Regions from separate parts of the Sus scrofa genome. Here regions 1 and 3 are each linked to region 2. The links are chromatin contacts, called in public HiChIP or PLAC-seq maps. All regions are on one chromosome and are shown on one strand. The core of a region is the stretch at or near the end of the contact, and the rest is flanking DNA. Distances in the headings are between cores, read along the strand shown. Region 1 holds the start of NDRG1 (protein NDRG1). Region 2 has its middle 20 kb from the start of ST3GAL1. Region 3 overlaps NDRG1 (protein NDRG1).

What was found. HiChIP or PLAC-seq counts read pairs in DNA pulled down with a chosen protein or histone mark.
Region 1: an H3K27ac HiChIP or PLAC-seq map of alveolar macrophages shows a contact between it and region 2. The contact joins the promoter of NDRG1 here to the enhancer-like site in region 2. A contact is called at or near these places in 2 of 5 promoter capture datasets (fetal skeletal muscle and liver), 10 of 47 Hi-C or Micro-C datasets (brain, embryonic fibroblasts, fibroblasts and 7 more) and 2 of 2 datasets of contacts at active chromatin or transcription factors (alveolar macrophages and skeletal muscle).
Region 3: a contact with region 2 is called in an H3K27ac HiChIP or PLAC-seq map of alveolar macrophages. The contact joins two enhancer-like sites. A contact is called at or near these places in 12 of 47 Hi-C or Micro-C datasets (alveolar macrophages, brain, embryonic fibroblasts and 7 more) and 2 of 2 datasets of contacts at active chromatin or transcription factors (alveolar macrophages and skeletal muscle).

Annotation. Positions count from the first base shown.
Region 1 is chr4:8,012,669-8,016,797 of Sscrofa11.1, reverse strand. NDRG1 (protein NDRG1) reads right to left here and starts at 2,353. Exons shown (of 16, transcript XM_021088875.1): 1 at 2,186-2,353.
Region 2 is chr4:7,915,071-7,918,723 of Sscrofa11.1, reverse strand. No RefSeq gene overlaps it. Among named protein-coding and RNA genes, the nearest start is that of ST3GAL1, 20 kb to the right of the region's middle. Within about 2 kb of position 2,348, at least 27 of the 83 cell types and tissues checked have an H3K27ac peak or open chromatin away from gene starts, as enhancers often do. A contact at or near this core is called in alveolar macrophages, mesenteric adipose tissue, omental adipose tissue and 2 more, where this site is marked.
Region 3 is chr4:8,032,112-8,036,074 of Sscrofa11.1, reverse strand. The region is part of intron 3 of NDRG1 (protein NDRG1); the gene reads right to left. Among named protein-coding and RNA genes, the nearest start is that of NDRG1, 20 kb to the right of the region's middle. Within about 2 kb of position 2,499, at least 19 of the 83 cell types and tissues checked have an H3K27ac peak or open chromatin away from gene starts, as enhancers often do. A contact at or near this core is called in alveolar macrophages and retroperitoneal adipose tissue, where this site is marked.

The DNA.
Region 1 (4,129 bases), core at 1,104-3,603, 98 kb before region 2:
ATTCCCTGTCTTTGGGCCTCAGTTTCCATCTGTAAAATGGGAAGAAGTGGGACATCTGAAAACTTGGGTGAGTTTTTCATTCTACTCCAAATTATCACACCAAGGGATAGTAATCCTGGACTGGCATCTCACGAGGGGAGACCCCCGACAGATGCTCCAAAGTCTCCCTGGAAAGCCCAGTCACATGCTACCAGAAGGTCAGCTGCCTCCTGGGATGCTTATCACAGGGGAATGGGGCAGAAGGGAAAGCCATTCAGTTCATTCAGTGTGGTATGTGATCTCCTCCCAAGTGCCTGGCCCTGAGGCAGGTACCAGGTGACCCCGACCAGGCTGACAGCACCTACCTTCTCACTCTCTAGTGGGAGACAAGGTCCCACAAAGCTAAGAAGTCGCTGGTTTGGGGACATGGCAGCTTTCCCTCCTTATTTCCCTTTGCAGGTTTCCCGTCACTTCCTGATCACCTCTCCCTCCCCTACTCCCCTGACCCCCACCCTGCGCCACCCCAGGGCGAGGCACTGACTGCTGCTGCCACCAAGGGCCGGAATCTGCAACCTCACCTTCATGTCTCCCCTGGTTGGTGGTCCCTCTGAAGGCAGTGCTGGCCCTTTGCACTCTGCACCTTGCTTAATTCAACTCATGTTTGTGAAACTCAATAAAGACTCCAGACTTTCCATACATACGGGAGGAGGCTGGACGGTTGGCCTTGGAACTGCATTTTTCATAGCAAGAGCAGTCGTGTTTAGAGATTTTGTTCATTGGGAGAAGGTTAAGTATGGGTGATATAGACATTATGAGGAGACGTCCTGTGTGGCCACTGGCTGAACTCACTTTGAATCTTTAATCTTTCCCAGTAACTCAAAGGAACCAAACAAACTGAAATGCCCAGGATATCTGCAAAGAAGAGATGGCCTCAGCACAAGATAACCGGGCCCTCCCCCACCAGCTGCCAGGCACCTCCCTCTTCCAAGCCACAGACCCATGCTGCCCCAGACCCACGGGGTTGTCTGACAGCAGAGGCGACAGACGGGCGAGTGGGGGAGGGGTGGGCAGTAAGGAAAAGATCCACTAAATCCCAGCTTCAGCCACTAATTTGACCCAAGCGGTGGTGACAGCGCCGTTTCCCCAGGAGCCCACCACGTTGCACACGCCCTGCCCAAGGCTGAATCAGAGACCGCGGCGGCGGATCTCCCAGGATCCGCCAAGCAGCTTCCAGCTGTTCTCCACCCGGGAGGGCAGGAGAGGCGGGCCCGGGAGGCAGCGGCGAGAAGGACCAAGAGGGAGGGTGGGCGGAGGCAAAAATGACGCCACTCCAAGTCCCAGCCAGCGCAGGGCCGCCAGATGCCCACACGACCCCTCTGGCCCAGGCCACCTCGTTGGCGCCGCCACAGCGCCCACCCTGGGCCACCTCGGAGGGCGCGCCCTGCCCAGCCGCACTCGCTCCCGCTCGTGTCGCACGCTCCGTGACACACCGCGGACCCTCCCCCAACACACACATATACACACACAAGCGAGCGCGCGCCCCACCCGGGCTTCCAGGCTGAATCGGGCCCAGCCCCTCGGACGCACACTGGTTCTGGGCACCTTTTGGGAACCATACACACCCACGGCCCCTTCTCCAGCCTCATCCCCAGCGCTGATCACCCCTACCCAGTTCCCTTCTACACCCGCGCGCCCAATCCCTCCTTCCTCAGACAGCTCACTCCAGGGACACACCCCACCCCACCTACACACACACACACACACACACACACACACACACACACACACACACTCACTCTCTCTCTCTCTCTCTCTCTCTCTCTCTCTCTCTCTCTCTCTCTCCTGGTCCCTTCTGCTCCCATGTCCAGCTCGCCCCAAGGCCCGCGGCGCCAGCTGTGATCTGAGAGGCCTTGGGAAGCACCTTTCCCGCGCACCTCTCTGCCCCCCACCCCGACCCTCAGGATCCCACTTCCTCAGCTAGGGAAAAAGGTGAACAGCGACCTTTTTTTCCTCCACTTGTCAAACCGAAATCCCCCATTCCAGCAGTGCCCAGGCCCCAAAGCCCCTCCTCGCGTTCGCTCTCGCGCCACGGGGAGGCCAAGGACTTGCAGCTCCAGGGGGCCACAAAGAGCGATCCAGGAGCTGCAGCAGCCCTCGCGGGAGACCAATCCCTTCCCGCTCGACGGGAAGAGCGCGTCGGGCTTACCTAGGGTGGAGGGAGAGAAGCAAAAGGAGCCGGAGCTAGGCTGGCGGCGCGGCGCCCAGAAGCAGCGAGGCGAGTGGCGATCAGGGGCGTGTGCCGCCGCTGAGCTGGAGTGAGGAGCCAGACGAGGTTTGTTTATGCCCCGGAGGAGGACGATTTTATACGCGCCGCGGCCCCGCCCCCCGGCGCCTCGCCCCGCCCCCTCCCGCCCGGGGCCCAGCGCGCAGCGGGGACACACCCCTCGCCCGCTCCCTCCTCCCAGGCGCTCCTCCCGCTCCCCACGGCGCGCCGGGCTGTGCTGGGGCTGCGCGCGGCGGGCGCCGGTTGGAGCCGCCGCCTGTTGCGCAAGCCGGAGTAGGGGTGCGGCGGGGAGGGGCCTCCCAGTCCCGGCTGCCGTTCCTCTTTGCGGTCCCCTCCTTCGCCCGGAAAGCCGGGGCCTCGGTGTGTGCAGTGGGCGTGTGTGCACCGGGGATGCTTTTGTGCGCGGGTGCGTGTTCCTGTGCGCGCCCCTGCGTGTGCATGTGGACTTCCGTGTGTCTCTGTGTGACCGAGTGGCCCCATCTCCATCTCAGAGCGTCTTCTTCCGAGTCCCATCGGGCCATGCCCCGACATCCCTTAGCGGAGACTCCCCCACTTCCTCCGTGTCTTAGCTCAGAGACCCATTTAGCTGCCTTCCCAGGGCGGCCTCCTTCTCACCTCAGGCCCCTTCCTTGTTGCATCAGCTCACCGCTGAAATCCTCGCTCCCTTTTAACCACGACCGTCTTGCTCAGCTCACCCTAACGCCTGGTCACCCCACTCCCCTTCCCACCCACCGCTCAGTTCATAGCCTATGCGCGGGGTCCAGCCCCCAGGACCCTGGCTGAAAGAGATGTTTCTCACTCTCCCCTCGCCTGATTCCCAGACCTTGTACTGAGCACCTTTCCTCGCTTACTTGCCTTGTCTGCTGTCTGGTTTTGCCTGTGTGTTCTCAACTCGCTCTGCATATCTGAATCCACCGCGGAACTTTTTTTTTTTTTTTCCCGGAAGGTACGTGCCAGGGCTCCACCCCAGTACAGTTTGATCAGAATCTCAGGGATTGCAGACCAGGCATCGAGGTATGTTAAGGGTTCCCGAATGGTTCAAGTGTGCAGCCGGAGCGAGAATCACCGCATTAGGAAAACATCATTTTATGGGTAAAGAAAGGCCCCTTGCCCAGACTTGTGTTTGCAGGCACCTGCGCCCTGCCCCCACCATCCCTCTGCTTGCTGATGCTAACCTCTTCCCAGCACCAGCCCTTGCTTTGCTCAGTGCAGGGGTCCAGGTGGTTTTCCTCTGTGTTTGCCATTTGCTTCCCTAGGCTCTGAGATTTACCTGTTCTGTCATTGGGACAGAGCCACTGATGCGAGCCAGGTCCTGTGCTCAGCTGCTGGAAAAAAGACTGAAGAGGCAACGTCTTTTCCCTCAGAGTCATACCATAGGACCCCCAAGTCTCAGTTTCCCCATCCACATAAGAAGCTTAAGCTGAGTTCATTCACTGGGTAACTGGATTGAGCACCTGCTATGTCCAGTCTCTGTTCTAGACACTGGGGACGTGGCACCCTCCAGAGCCCCCCTGTCTTCTGAAGACCTGCCAGATCTAGCCATCTGTAGGACCGCTTTCTTTTACCTGACACACATACATTCTTATTCCCTTACTTCCCCCATTTTGGCTTTCAACAAACATGCGTTGCTCCCCTGTGGTGTATATTACCTGGCCGAAATATAGAGGATCGAATTCTAAAGAGGAGTAGGCGTCAGTAACAAATGGGAGCCTTCGTGTGCGGGCTGGAGAAGGCCAGTTTGCCAGGGGAAGCCACTTCCTCCTCTTCAAGGAAGACTTGGGGGCAGAGCACACAGAACAGCCGAGACCTGCAGCTAGACTTGCCCAGAAGGAGGCTGGGCTTGGGCTAAGGAACCCTGGAACTGGG
Region 2 (3,653 bases), core at 1,099-3,598:
CGTGTCAAAAATACATTAGACTTCTGTAACCTTCCGATGTTTATGGCACTGCATTAAGCAATCATAGGCACTGTGCCCTCCCATCTTTAGCCAAACTGCAAGGGAGACATGGTCATTTTTCACATTTTACGGCTGAGGACATTGAGGCTTGGCAAAATTAAGAAATTTGCCCAAGCCTACATAAGGGATGTGGCCGGGTCAGGTCTTTGCTCCATCAGCAGGAGGCACTTCATCCTGTGGACAGGGTCAGGGAAGGGTGGGAGTCAGAGAACCACGGCAACCACAGTTCATCACAGAGCATTGGGTCTGGAAGGGGCACCATCTTGTTTTGTGTCCATAGGCTTCATCTACCACTGTTCTGAAATGCCTTCTCTCTCTCTCTCTCTTTTTTTTTTTTTTTTTTTTTTGCTTTTTGGGGCCTCACCCACGGCATATGGAAGTTCTCAGGCTAGAGGCCAAATCAGAGCTGCAGCTGCCAGCCCACACCCCAGCCACAGCCACATCAGATCCTTAACCCACTGAGCGAGACCAGGGATCGAACCCACAGCTTCATGGAAGCTAGTTGGATTCGTTTCTGCTGTGTCACAATAGAAACTCCTGTGCCTTCTCATTCTGGCTCTTCCTAAAGGCCTTCTATTTATGAGTTCTTCTGACACCCAAAGCTTGCAGTCTGGCCGCCCCACGTGGCAGAATACAGCCCTGTGTGATAGGTAAGGGCCTGAACTATGGCGTCAAATGGCCGGTTCAAATCCTATGAGCTCTGGCTTTGGGCGAGTTCCTGACCTGAGGCTGGCATGACACATACTTCCCACGCAAGGTCCTGGGCATCCGGACCTACCGAGCGCCTTCTCGGGCCAGTGTTGCATCTGCACAGGGACCTTCAAAGCCTAATGAAGGCCAGCCCTGCTCTGTGTTGTGGGGCCGTGGCTAAGTCACCACACCTCCCTGAATCCAGAGCTGGGGGCCTCTGCCTCCCGCTCTACGCAGCTCTGCAAGCAGCAAACATGGTCGTGGATGCGAACGTGCCAGGGAAAGGTCGGAATTTGGAATTCGGCCTGGTGTTCCTGGGGACCCCTGACTCCCAGCACAAAGTACCCCCTGTGGGGTCCACTCCCCCCCAACCCCAGGTGTGTCCTTCCAGGGGATGTCTCAGTTCAAAACTGCTGACCTGAGTCTTCGGCCTTGGGAAGGTCCCCTCCATGCCAACCAAGACCCCAGGCTCTGAGGCTCACAGAGGGTCAGATCGGGAGAGGGTTGCTCCATCAGCAGGAGGCACTTCAAATTGACCTGGCCACTCAAATTCGTAGCCTAGAGAATTGGGGTCAGAGGAGGGACAGGTTGGTGCTATGGCTTTCCAGCGGGTTGGGAATGATGCCACGGGGTGGGGGGCAACTCTCTCACCTTCCCACTACGCCCCCCTCAGCCTTCATCTTCTGCTGCATCTCTCGCATTTACCTGACTATTTATCCAGCCAGCACCTTTTTATTTTTATTTTTTCTTTTTAAGGCCGCATCCGCCGCACATGGAGGTTCCCAGGCTAGGGGTCCAATCGGAGCCACAGCTGCCGGCCTACACCACAGCTGCAGCAACGCCAGATCCGAGCCGCATGTGCAACCTACACCACAGCTCACAGCAACACCGGATTCTTAACCCATGGAGCGAGGCCAGGGATGGAACCCGCAACCTCACGTTTCCTCGTTGGATTTGTTTCCACTGCACCATGACGGGACCTCCCCCGTCAAAGCATCTTTAAGGTGATGCTTTGTCCATTCAGCCAGCACTGACTGAGCACTTGCCAGCTGCCAGGCCCTGTCCTGGGCACTGCCTGAGAATAAGAGGACCCCCCTCCCCCATCTCTGACTGAGAGCTGCCCAGGGGACCAGGCGGACAGGAAGGCCAAGACACAGGTCCTTGGAAAAGCATGTTCTGAGGGCAGAAGGCTCTGGAAGCCTGGCAAGACGGGCCAGGGTGGGGGGAGAAGGTGGGTGTCAGAAGGGAAGGGGGATGTGTCCTCCAGCCAAAGCGGAGAGGGTAGCAGATGACTCTCCTGAGGGCCAGAGGGTTCGTCCTGCCCCCATCCAGCCAGCTAGTGCCACAGCAGGAAGGGAGGCAATCGCCACAGCCCAGCAAGGAGAGGTGGCCGAGCTGGAGGGCAAGGGCAGGGCTGGGGCAGGACCTTGGCCCCCTGGGCAGGGACCTGGTTTCCCAGGGACCCGGTGCCCTGGGAAGAATCTGCCCAGAGGCATCTCCTGATCAGCTGGGCTCTTTCCCAGCTTCCCACCCTCCGCCGAGCCTACGTGCATCGGACGGGGAAGCCTGACTCTTTCGCAACCGGGACCTGGAGAGGCTGGCCCGTGCATTTTCCGTCTTTATTCGGAAAGCTCAGCTGGTAAAGGGAAGCCACGTGTGTGCAACAGGAAGTCGGGTTTCCAGGACGTGCCTGCAGTCACAGCTCTATTTCTGGAACAATTCTATGGGCTCAGATTTCTTTAGAAAACCTAAGTTTAAATGAAACCCTGACAGCCAGCTTTTCTCTCTCATTGTTTCTGGTCCTGACCCACCACCCCCACCTTCCCTCCTCTTCCATCACAGAGCTCTGGCTGTGAGGAATGTGTAACCTGAAGGCCTTCCTTCAGGGCTTCTAGAAGAATCCCCCCGTCGGACACAGGGCTGCTCCTGCCTTCACTGGGGAGTCCGCAGTGGAAGAAGGATCTGCACAGAAGGAGCCCGGCGAAGGGAATAAGCACAGGAACACACCCAGCTCCTGGTCCACACTGCAGCCCTTCGGATAGCAGGAGGCATTGATGGAGCCTAGGCTGGGGTCCCTCCCTAGGGTCTGGGCTGGTCCGTCTGCCATTCCCTGAGCCCACAGCATGGAGCCCTTGGCCCAGGCAGACTCGGGTCTCACCAGGGCAGGACCAGGGGGCCTCTCACCAGCCAGCTCCTTGATGTGGGTGACGTCAGGGAAAGACGTGGGTGGAGACACTGCCCCTCTGAATCCCAGATGCTCCACCACATCTCCCAGCCTCCCGCCCCTTGTTGGGACCACGTGGGTAGCTCTGGCCCCTGGACCTTGAGCGGAAGCTATGGGTGTCAACTCCAGGCAGAGAGAGTTAAGAATGAGTGAGTCAGACTTCCCGTCTCAGCAGAAATGAACCCGAGGATGCAGGTTCAATGCCTGGTCTTGCTCAGTGGCATAAGGATCCATCGGGATGTAGGTCGCAGACGCGGCTCAGATCTGGCTTTGCTGTGGCTGTGGTGCAGGCCGGCAGTTGTAGCTCCGATTCTCCCCCTAGCCCGGGAACCTCCATCTGGCACGGGTACGGCCCTAAAAAGACAAAAAAAAAGAATTAGTGAGTCATCACCCCCCCTCCCTTTGCCCGTGACCTTGAAGGCCACCGATTGAAGTTGGAGTTGGCACAAGATGAAAACAGCTAGGGGACCCAAGTCACCACAGGGAGAGATTGCCAAACCCCTCAGACTGTGACACTGCAGGGAACAAACCTTGTTATTCGGTTGTAAGTCACTGGGAGGTAGGGCTTACTGGTGGCCGCAGCACTAGCCTGACAGAGCCAGGTCTGACCTTGAATCCTCCTGATCCCTTACAGAGTGTGTGGCTGCAGCAAGTAACCAAGGTCTCTGAGCCCCAGACC
Region 3 (3,963 bases), core at 1,250-3,749, 120 kb before region 2:
AGACATCAGCTCTTAAACTCCCCGTAATTATCATATATCCAGCAGTCAGATGGGCCAAAATTTGGAACTATCTCAATAGCACCCTTGGACGAGTTTCTTCACCTCTCCAAACTGGTCTCCCATCTGCAAAGGAGATTATCACTTCCCACCTTGGCAAGGAGGCCCTGTGACAATGGGTGGGCACACAAATAGCCATTCCCTCCCTCCCCACTCCATCCTTCCCCTCAGTGGCCTTCAACAAAGCCTCCCCACCTGGAGCAGAAGTGGTAGGGCTGGATCACAAAGCATCTGCCAGCCTGGATATTCTTGGATTCTAGAATTCTAGCCAAAGAAAATAAACCAGAACCCAAAATACTCCCATTTTCCCCACTCATCAAATTTGCAAACACAACTGCCTAGTCTGATGCCAGAACCTTCTCTGCAGAGCCAGATGAAACCACTTCCTTCCTGCAGCCCCAGCACCTCAGGCCAGCAGCCCACCCAGCTCCACACTGAGGGCTCCAGAACCTTTCCGAGGGAGGTGCCTGGGGGACAAAGCAGGGTCTCGAGAGCTGCTGGCGGAACCTTCCATGCCCAGCCGTGCACCCATCCATCTGCCCTAAAACATCAGCCAGGCCCAAACGAACTGCCAGCCTAAAGTGATGTCAGCCAGGGAGAGAAAAGGCCAAGATGCCACCTGCTCTGGCAGCTGCGCTGTCTCCTAAGACAGCAGCTCTGGAGCAGCCTGCACCAGCAGCTTCTCACTGAGGACCTGGGGCTGTGTAGTTTGATTCCTGCCAAAAGAAAGAAAAGAAAAGAAAAAGAAAAAAATTCTTGACCACTTTGGGAAAGAAAAAGCATCTGCCTGCGTTAGTCAAAATGCTGAAGCAAACACTTCCCAAGAAATAACACTGGCTGGTTTTGGGAACACAGAGAGGCACCTTAGACCCCCTAAAACCCAACTCCCAGAGAACTGCCCAGATGGGGCTTCGATTCTGTGAGCCATGGAGACCAACTAAGTGAACAGACGCGAGCTGGCTGCCACTGAGGCAGGTCAGTTCTCAAATCCTGACACCAGCTCTACCTGCTACCTGTGCCCCGGGACAGGCACCCACGACCGTGCTTTGCAAACCATCGAGAATGACGCACTAGTGAGGCATTATCTTCACAGAGAGCAGACACACTCCGCTTTCTAAGTTTCTCCTATGACCCCAAATTTCGACATCTACACTAATCGTACGACCCAACAATGCCACCTCTGGGTAGGTACCCAAAAGGGCTGAAAGCAGAGTTGTGATCAGAGGGTCAGCACAGCCAAGGGGTCGAAGCAACCCGAGTACCCGCTGATGGCTGAACGGATAAGCCAAGTCTGATCTAAACATAGCAGAATATTATTCAGCCTTAAAAAGGAAGGACAGGAAGTTCCCGTGGTGGCTCCACGGTCACACACCCGACTCGTATCCATGAGGGCAGAGTTTCGGTTTCGCAACATGGAGATGGACAGTGGTGACGGCTGCACAACATGATGAATATTTGCTGCCACTGAAGTTCACACCCTGGAGAAGGCGAGGATGGTACATTTTATGTTACACGTATTTCACCCTCCCCCCAAAAAATTGGATGGAGTTCCCATCGTGGCTCAGCTGAGCTGTGGTGCAGGTTGCAGCTGAGGAAACAAATCTGACTGGCATCCATGAGGACACAGGTTCGATCCCTGGCCTTGCTCAGTGGGTTAAGGATCCGGCGTTGCTGTGAGCTGTGGTGTAGGTTACAGACACGGCTCGGATCTGGTGTTGCTGTGGCTGGGGCGTAGGCCAGTGGCTACAGCTCCAATTTGACCCCTAGCCTGGGAACCTCCATATGCTGTGGGTGCGGCTATAAAAAAGACAAAAAAAAAAAAATGGAAAAGATTCACAATAGAGTGCACAGACAGAGTGAGCCAACACTGATTGGGACACATCCCATCATGGTCCCCATCGCTATTCTCTCTGCCCTGCTGCTCAAATGAGGCTGGAGTGCCTGTCCCCATTTCATAGATGAGCAAACTGAGGCTAAAAGGAGGTGAAGCAGCTTGCTCTGGGTCAAAGAGTCAAGAAAGGGCAAACCCACCTCTCCAAGGCCAAGTCTGGGTGCCTCTGTGGCCTTGACCCCGGGGGAGTTCAGATATCACAGGGCTGTCACAGGAAGACAAAACCACAGCGCTGACGGCTGCTTCCGGGGAGGCGGTGGGGAGGCGTGGGGACACAGAGCTGACATTTCAGTGACAGAGAAAGTAGGTTGGTGCTCCCGCCCCAGGCCCACCCAGTCTATCCGGACTGACCGGTCGGCCCCCAGGGCTGCCATGCAGAGGGGCACAGCCCACAGAGCCCGTGCAATAGCTAGGGCCACGGCTGCCACAGCTGCTGCATCTTTACAGCTCCATGGCCCTGTGACCAGCTCTCTCTGTCCTCCTGAGGGTGGGAAACAGAGCAGGGGATCAGATGTCATCACTCTGGGCTCCTCCCACGAGGCTGCAGACTCAGCCATGACCACAGGCTGACACTCCCACCTGCGGGAACCCCAGAGGACAAGTGTGTCTGGAGGTATGGGCGTCCTTCCTCCTACAACCAGGGACGTGTGCGGGGGGCTGTGGGTGGCTCAGAGGCCCCCATACCCCAGAATCTAAGGGTCACCTTGACCCATCCCTGCAGGCCTGTAATCCGGATTCTCGCCACGCAGCCTCTGCTTTCTGAGTAATAAGCAGCGCTGTGAACAGCGCTGGAGGCTGAGTTATCACCAGGGGAGGCGGCAGGAGCTGGGGACCTCCCTGGTGTGTGACCTGGAGGCACCGCTCCTCTGTACAAGGTGATACCCACCCCCCCATCACCACCCAGGGCTCTGGTGAAGAGTAAATGAGTGATTTAATTACATAAATTAAAGGCAGCATGCTTAGAACAGTTCCTGGCACGTGGCAGGTACCCAAAAGCATCAGTTCTTATCGCTGTGTTAATTTTACCGGCGGAGGGTAAAGGAGGCGCAGAAGTCCTGAGTAGCTGGTTCAAGGGCACACACTTTGAAAGAGCTAGAATGAAACCTGGCTGGCCTGACTCAAAAAGGGTGGAGGCGGGGAAGATGCATTTGTTCAAGTTGGCCTGATCTCAGCTGTAGCCTCACCATGGCGGGTCTCACGGCCTGAGTGACTCAGTTTTGTCATCCATAAAATGGGGAGATGCCAGCCCTGGCATGAGTTCATCGCTGCCGGCGCACGGAGAGGCTGGGATGGCCGTGATGTTACACACCCAGGCTGAGGCGTCAGAGCTGCTCCCAGGGGTGAGAGGGTGTCTCTACACACAGCTGTTCTCAATCGCAACCCCCAGCCCGGGGTGGGCGGGATGACCTGTCCCAGCCCCCACCGTCCTGGTTTGCCTGCCCCAGACTGATGGCGAGGGAGTCACGAGGGCATGGGCTAGAAGGGCAGTCCCTGCCAGACCACAGTGCCCCTCTTAAGGAAAAGGCCCATGGTGACTGCTAACCCTGGCACAGGCCTCCTGCTCTTGGCCCTGACACAGACACCGCTGAGAAGCCATACACGCAGGTCAAGGTCAAACTGCACAGGGCACCCTGCTACCTGTGCGATAAAGCGCCAGCCACAATGAACCTGTGGTTTCCCCAGCTTTAGAATGGGGACAGCGATCCCAGTGCTGCTGGGGTGAAGCAGGATGTCCCCTACAGAGGACAGGTGCCACATGCCTGTCTGGGTGACTGGGGCCCGGTACACTATGGTGGTGTCATAAGCAAGTTCTGAACAAGGTGATGTGACACAGTGGGATGTGCTGGCCTCAGGGAACCAATGGCCAGACAGACACCAATACCTTGGACAAGCCCCAGGGGCCCCGCGGAGCTCAAGGTCAGGGTGCAGCCCGGACGAGGCACAAGCACCCCGAGACCCACACGCCTTGCATGTGCTGTTCACACACTGGCCTCTGTGATCTCACAGCAGCCAAT